Linked DNA regions of Gossypium arboreum: all the other regions are linked to region 2. A link is a contact called in public Hi-C data. All regions are on one chromosome and are shown on one strand. The core of a region is the stretch at or near the end of the contact, and the rest is flanking DNA. Distances in the headings are between cores, read along the strand shown.

Region 1 (2,700 bases), core at 5-2,504, 270 kb before region 2:
ATATAATTATATATTAAATGTTACCTGAACTATAGTATATCATGGAAATATCCCACCCTACCCTTTATCCTATATATGTATATATCAGCAAGGCAAAGAATCCACCAGCTTCAATTCATATCATTCATACCCACATAATTGGCATTGTTAATTTTATGTTATTTTTACTTTGAGAAAGCAAAGAAGACTGTGTTATAAGGTGCGGTGCGGGGGTTTCAAAATTAAAAGCCACGTAGATATATAAATAATTACCTGAAAATTTTGGTAAAAGTATTATAAAAGTCTTTGTATCAAGAATTAAATTGTATTTTGTTCATTTTACTCAAAAAATAGAAAAATTATTAAATTAAAGAGTAAACTGGTCATTCTTACTAAATTTTATTTATTTATTTTTACTCTTAACAATTAATGTAGTTGACGAAATAATTAAACAGTACATATGATGTATCACGTACATCTAGTTATAACGTATAATAATCAATTTACTCATGTTTTAGCGAAGTTAACAAAATACAATCTATTATCCCCTAATACAAAAGGCTCCGCTTGAACTTTTACTCAAAATATTGTACACTTAATATGTGATTGAAGTTAAATTAGTGTGTTTACTTTTGAGGTTTTGATGATAAGGAATTGATTGGTTGTAAGATTTAGATAGGGTTTGAAGAACAGACAAAAAAAAAAAGCCAATTATAAAAGGCGTGGCTAAATTGAATGGGTCCATTTGAGACTGCATGCGCTGCCTGCACCAATTCCGTGGGAAATAAGAAATCCTTTCTTTTCCTTTTATTTTATTTTATTTTTCCTTTTATTTTTGTTTAATTTCATATACCTTTGAGGGACTAAATATTGAATGAAGATGATAAATATCGTTTTCCATCTGGATGGCCACCATAGCAGAGTGGCCTGTACGGATCTTATTCAAAGAGCTTATTTTTTTTGTTTTCAAGTCAAAACCCTAACCCCCCCCCCCCCCCAAAGTTCCTGTTACTAATAGTTACATCACCTTTCAATTATGAAAATATTTATATGAATTTGATAAAAAAATGTGTAAGAATAAAGATAGAAAAGAGTAATATACACAACAGCTGGCTTTATTTAATATATAATTTTATTCCTACAAATAAAATTACTAAAATAATATGCATAGCACCCGGGATTATGACAGTGACAAGCTCACATGAGCCCCAACCAGTAATACGTGGGGTCCCTACGTATAAACTTATTACTTAAACATGTTCTCTCCCTTTCAATCTCTCTAACAAGGAAAACCCAGAGTAAAAAAAAAGAAAAAGAAAGGGCTTAATTAAGCCTCAATAACATAAATTAGAAAGGTAGCTGGAGAAGGTTCGAGGGAGGTTCATCAGGTTCTTCCCCCTGGATATATATCAAAAAAAAAATAAAGTTAAAGCCTCTTTTTCTTTTTCTTGCGATAGTTTATCTCTTGTTTCAAGGTCAACAACTAGATGAAGTTGGAAGATGGATGTGTGATATTTTTGTGCTCCAAGTCTTGTTTTCGTGTTTGGGTGTTAGATCATCTTGTTGGTCAAAGAAGGAATCACTGACTTTCTTCTCATTGTAGGGAGAGAGAGATGAAATTGTTTTAGCTTAAGCTAAAAGACCTGTTCTTGTTTCTCTCCTGAATAGTCGTTCAACCCTAGGAAAATTAAAGTTCTACTAGTAAATTATAACAAGTAGTAACATGGCATAGTTCCTGGTGTTCTTCCTTTGTCTGTCTGTCTGTTTGTTTTTTTTTTTCTAATCTCAACTGGTTCGATTAGTCCCCACTTTTTTCTTTTTTTAATTTGTTTTTAGGTTTTGTTTGGTTGATACTTGATTCTTCATCTTCCTCATCTTTATTGTGTCTAGATCTCGAAAGAAAAGTCATGGATTTTGGGTTTAATGAAGAAGGTAATAAGTTTCCTTTTTCATACTCTTCATCATCTTCTTCTCCTTCATCTTCTTCTTCTCAGCATAAAACCCAGATGGCTCCTCCTCTTAGCAACACTCGATGGGAGGCACAGGCTCATCAGATTCACGACGGTCACCACCGTCAAATGAGTACCAACTGGTTGAACAACAGGTACGAACCTGAAGAAGATAACGAAACAGCTACTGCAACTGCAAGTACTGAAGCTGATTCAACCCTTAGTGCAAGTGCTGCCAACATCGAGAAAGAACAATTGTTCGACAAAGTAGTTACCCCAAGCGATGTAGGGAAACTGAACAGACTTGTTATCCCAAAACAACACGCCGAGAAGCATTTCCCCTTGGATTCTTCCACCAATGAGAAAGGCCTTTTGTTGAATTTCGAGGACAGGAATGGGAAGCCATGGAGGTTCAGGTACTCTTATTGGAACAGCAGCCAAAGCTATGTTATGACCAAAGGATGGAGCCGTTTCGTCAAGGATAAGAAACTTGATGCGGGCGATATAATTTCTTTCCAGAGAGGGGTCGGCGAGTTGGAGAAACACCGTCTTTTTATCGATTGGAGGAGGAGACCTGATGGACCAGACCCAGTTTCTTTCCATCCCCATACGCACCACTTGCCTTTGCACCGTTCAAATACCCCATGGAGCCCATTACTAATGCGGCCACCACCAACAGCAAGAGATCGCTTTCAATTGTCACAGACAAACCCTCTGAACCGAAACAGCTACTACGGTGGTTTTCCAACTGGAAACAATGTGGTGAATCCAG
Region 2 (2,700 bases), core at 116-2,615:
AACTAAGAACAGCAAGCCTAAAAATTAAGAAGGAAAACCTGGCCAGGGGCGGTGCCATCGAGGTCCTTTGTAGTGGGACGGTACTCATGCATGATCCAGTAAGTACGCTGGCCCTTGGGAGCACGGCCCTTGTAAAAAACCAAAGTCTTCTTCATGCCAATCAGTGACTTTTTAGACTTAATGGTTCGATCCTTTCCCGTTGCTTTCCAATATCCTTTATCCGTAGCTCTGTTGGAACGATGGCTGTTCGGGTACTTCCTATCAAGCGGGCAAAAGAAGAACCACTCTGGATCGTCCGACTTTATCACCGACAGTCCTGTACTTAAATTCAACCATCCCAGTAATAAAAATTCAGAATTTAACTAATTTTGGAACATAAAAACTTTTTTTCGCAGAGAGGAATTTCAAAAAAAAAAAAAAACCGTAAGTTTACCTCAAATTGCAAGTTGTAGGAATCGAATTTATGAAATAAAATGTATATTAATTTCATATATTGAGCGAATAAAGCAAAATTTCCAGCTGACGCTTTGGCTAAGGCTAAGGTATCAAAGAATCAAAACAATACTTAAACCAATAATTTCTTTCTTACGCAAAAGAAAAAGAGAAAAAAGAAATACCAGGCAAATCCCATGGCTCCCATTTGCAGACATCGATTTCAGGAATGACACCAACCTCGGAATGACGACCGTTGATCTTCAATCTAAGGTAATGATTGATGAGCTCCTCATCAGTCGGCCTGAACCTAAACCCTAAAGGCAACGTTTCCATCGTTAAAACTGCCATCCTTTGCTAGTTTTCAAAAAAAAAAAATCTCGATTCTGAGTAAAATTGTCTTCTTCTTCTTCAGTGACTATCCAACTAGATTACTTAGGAAGGTAAATTAGTTGATTTTCAGTTGAGAGCTCCGTCAGGTCGCTTTCGTCTTACGGTAAAGCCGCAAAGCCAAGTAAATGTGAAAAAAAAAAAAAAAATCATGTGTGAGTAATCACGTGACCATGTCCGGGCCCTTTTTGCAGCCGTGTCGCTCTACCATTGGTGGAGACTGAAGCGCATTACAAGAGGAAGACGATGAGAGGCGCCCACAGCGTAGAAAAAACCCCGGTGTGGACGGCGAATTGAGCCACCCAATAATTGAGCTCCTTTTTCCTCCTTTTCCAGCGTAGGCTAAGGCAATGGAGCACTAGATCCTACACAATTACCAAAATACCCTCTCTACGCTTTTGTCACTTTTTTTTTTGCTTCTTGCTTTTTGGATAATACCGTCCACGTCTTTTCATTGTAATGTTGCACTGAGGAAAAGGAGCACAGTGAGCTAGCTTATCACGCAAGCCTTTTCGTATTTTTATAGTCTCAGTAAAGTTCAAGCTTTTTCTATTGGTTTTTATTAAAACAGAAAAAGGAAAAATTTATTTTGCCTCGTGCGCCCGGCTGGCTATAATATTGTGATATTTGCCCAGAAACTTTTTTATTTGATTCATTCACGTGCTTTTCTAGTGTTCTATATATATGGATTACTTGCAACCAGATTTAGATTCTAAAATTACTACTAAACTTCAAAATATATTAATTAAGGTTAAAAACTGCTCCAAATCCTTGTATTCTTTGTACATTTGAACTTTATTCCTCTTATTTTTATTTCAATGAATTTAGTCCCTCTACTTTTCAAATTTAAAAATATATGTTCAATTGTTAATACCATAAAATTTTCTATTAAATTCAGATTCATTGCAAATGTTATTTTCTGTTACATAATCGTGAAGTGAGATTTTCTTTTAAAATTTCAAAATATCGTGTCAACAAATTTAAAAAAATTAACAAATTAATAATTAGATCTAAAATTTAAAATTTAAAAAGTAAAAAGACTAAATTATTAAAAATAAAAAATAAAGACTAAATTCTAAAAGTAAAAAATCTTAAACTTTGACTGAAAATTGCTTATAGAAAAATTTTGATATTTTATGATATTTGGATGATTTCACGTAATCATTTGGTTTTTTAAAAATCATTTTCAAAGTTTTAAATAAAAATGCATAATATAAATTATAGAATATTATGGAAATATTACCGCTTGACAAACTAGTAATAACTATATTATCTCCTATAAATTTAATATTCACTTAATTTGAAGTTATAGGTATGATGTTGGATGGTGAAACACCGGAGCCAAAAGGATAAATGAAAACAAATATTCATTTATACTATTAAAATATTATTACTAAATATTTAGAAGTTATCATTTATATATTTAATAACAATAAATTAATAAAAATATTTCTCAATAAATTAAGAATACTATTTAAAATTTAAAATAATTATTAATATTGAAATCTATTATCAAAATAATATTATAATATTAAATATCAATATTTTAATATTTTTAAAATTAAAATTTATTGTCACTATAATAATATTTTACTTAATTCAAATTAATTTTATGTAAATATTATATTACTTATAAGGAGTTTTTTCTTAAAAGATGGTCTTATGTTTTTGAAAGAAGACAATTTGTCAAAAATAGTCCTTAAAATATGCAAAAAATTCAATTAAGTTTATGCAGCAAATTTGCACTCAATTAAGTCATTTCTATTAACTAAAATAATCAATTAAGCCCATCCGTTAACAATTCCTGTCATTGTTCACGTTGACCGTTAAAATAAATTGATGAACTAATCAAATGGTGATATACCGCAACTTCGGGTT
Region 3 (2,700 bases), core at 128-2,627, 380 kb before region 2:
GCAACCTTTGTCTCCTACACTTCATGTAAGTTCTCTCAACACTCGACCTCTCCTATTGAAGTTGGTAAAATCACTCTCAATCGATGGACAGTTTTCTTTCTATTTACACCAGTGAAATGGGTTCCCAAGATGAACTATGTAGTGTTTTATTATTTCCTCCACAATGGAGGATGAAGCTTCCATTAAAATACTTCAAGCGCTATCGTAGTGATAAAATATCCTTGAAATGAGAATAAGATAACTTTAAAATTATATCATATTGCTTGATATCAATTTGTCAATCTTGTCCATTAATATCCTCTTAATAAAGGATAGTAAAAAGTTCATAAATCTTGAACTTAGAATAAAAATCAATCTTAGTATAAACAAATCAAGATTACCGACAAACAATTTTGCACCAACATATTATAGTAGGGAATTCCTTCAAATTCTTCACTATTTTTAATAAAGGAGGAGAACTGTGTCTAACAGAAGATTAGGGTCCATGTCCAAACTACTTGAAACTAATGCATTGCCACTTGGCAAATTCAAAGAGCTTTTGCCTTGAATTTCACGTATTTTGGTTTCCTTAATGTTTATGGGCAACTATTGTACCTAAATATATAGAAGCCTTTAGCTTTGAATCAATTAAACTGGTTAATTGCAGTTTTGCTTCTAGTTAATGAAATTCGTCCACAATAAAGAGCTTCCATTTCTTTCACAATAGTGCCAAAATGTTGGGCAGCTTTCCTTTTTCGTCCGTAACAACCATTCCCCACGAATTACATGAAGTTCTATGCAACCAACATTTTGATCCCATTCTCTCAACCCTAATAATATAAATTATTAAGACTATTTAATTATTTGATGATATCTTAAGAATGAATCAATCAAATTAAGTTAAAAGTTGATTTGTTTTTGTTAACTAGCATATAAATTTTTATATACTTAGTGAACGTTATGACACTTGTTAACAAATTTGATTACCTGTTAAAAAAGTATTAATTATAAATTTATATACTAAAGCATCCAACACTAATAAAAATTTAAGATGGATTTTTTTTTTGAGCTGAATTGATTGATGGATGATTAGGGAATAATATGAATAATAGCACAGATGAACCTCTCACTTACTTTCATTTAATATGATAAATGACTTTTCAACTTCACAAAGCCATCACTTAATTACGGGCTTAGGCAGTCTAGTATAGAGGTTACAACTTAATAGCTTGGACGAACCTAATGGTGTTTTCCATTTAAAGAATTTGGCTGTTTGAACTTGGCAAAGTTTCAAAGTTGGCAAGCCAACCCTGCAGTTGGCGGTTCACTATCTTTGGCCTAATTGTGGATTGTCCCACGGATTTATGGAAGAAATTTAAACCCTGTAAAACGCGGCTACTGACTTGTATCACGTTGGTCAATGGTGTGTTTCATGGTCATACATCATCTCTATGGACGGCTAGATGGGTCAAATGACTGTTATATAAACAAGTGGGAGCGTATCCATAGTAGGCAAAAAAAAAAAAAAATGATGGAGCATTTGAAATGTGATTTGAAGTGCTTAAGCAGGGATATCCTAGCTGACATCATGGCTCGACTAGATGGTTCAACCCTGGCCTCAGCTGCCTGCACATGTTCTGACCTTCGAGGCATAGCTCGAAACCAAAGGTTATGGAAGCAATTGTGTAATTCCACATGGCCTTCCACTGCACTCGACGAAGCCCAACACCTTATTTCATCATCAACGGATGGTTTTCGCAGATTCTATGCTGATTCTTATCCTCTTATTTCGAATGATCACAAAGATGCCAACAATTACTTTCCTATACAACCAACCCTTATTTCCCCGTCTAATTTTGCTTTGTTTATAGATGTTTATTATAGAGAAAAATGTATTACTTCCAGTGTCTTAGACGGCATACCAATGGAAACCGATTTCGGCCAAGATGATGACACAACAACTGGTCTTATGAGTTGGGTATTGAACTGTCCATTCAAAGTGGTACCCTCAGATATTAATGATGAAGATATCGAAGACGGTGACGATGGACATGACTTCATATCACTTGTGGGAAAAGCAGATGATCGTTGCAATGAACTAAAAGAAGGGATTCGATTAAGTTGGGTGTTATTAGACAAGAAGAGAGGAAAAGCTGGAAATCTATCAAGCTGGAAGCCATTGTCGGTGAAGAAAATATGGGCTTCCAATGGTGACTATATTCTACATTTTGGGTGCATTATCCCAGTCCAAGAGAGACTACAACTGCCTCACAACTTGGCCAAGTGTCTTATAGTGGCAAGATGCAACATAGAGGAAAAACATGGGTATTTGAGATCGAAAGAGGTTAGTATGCACATTGAGGACACTAGTGGAGCATATGTAAATGGTGGCAAGAGTTTAATCATCTTGAACCAAGCTCTATATTGCTCACGAAGTAATAATCGTCATGCTGTTAAAAAGGGTTACATACAATTTGAGGGACGAAAGCAAGAGATTATAAGGAAAAAGAAGCTCGAAGAAACCATGGCTGATTGGCTTTGTATATCTTTTGAAGTAGTAATCCTCTTAATTTTAGGGTACCGAATTTTACCCATTTATTATATGGTCCAATGACAACTTAAGTAACCATTGCAAAGCACACTGTTTCTAGGACAAATAATTATTCATGTTAAACTGTGTTTTAACTTGTTTCATCAATTACAGACTGTTATGATGTTGCA

What was found. A called contact is a pair of places that touch in the nucleus more often than the background predicts.
Region 1: a contact with region 2 is called in a Hi-C map of leaf, with 4 times the contacts expected there. The contact joins the promoter of LOC108465302 here to the promoter of LOC108464502 in region 2. A contact is called at or near these places in 2 of 5 Hi-C or Micro-C datasets (both in leaf).
Region 3: a contact with region 2 is called in a Hi-C map of leaf, with 2.8 times the contacts expected there. The contact joins the promoter of LOC108482583 here to the promoter of LOC108464502 in region 2. A contact is called at or near these places in 2 of 5 Hi-C or Micro-C datasets (both in leaf).

The regions. Positions count from the first base shown.
Region 1 is chr1:28,396,946-28,399,645 of ASM2569848v2, reverse strand. LOC108465302 (B3 domain-containing protein Os03g0120900-like) reads left to right here and starts at 1,254. Exons shown (of 1, transcript XM_017765624.2): 1 at 1,254-2,700. The coding sequence starts at 1,887.
Region 2 is chr1:28,125,650-28,128,349 of ASM2569848v2, reverse strand. It overlaps LOC108464502 (protein NTM1-like 9), which reads right to left and starts at 1,365. Exons shown (of 6, transcript XM_017764836.2): 1 at 618-1,365; 2 at 39-316. The coding sequence starts at 783.
Region 3 is chr1:28,501,959-28,504,658 of ASM2569848v2, reverse strand. It overlaps LOC108482583 (probable F-box protein At2g36090), which reads left to right and starts at 1,377. Exons shown (of 1, transcript XM_017785714.2): 1 at 1,377-2,700. The coding sequence starts at 1,400. The coding sequence ends at 2,593.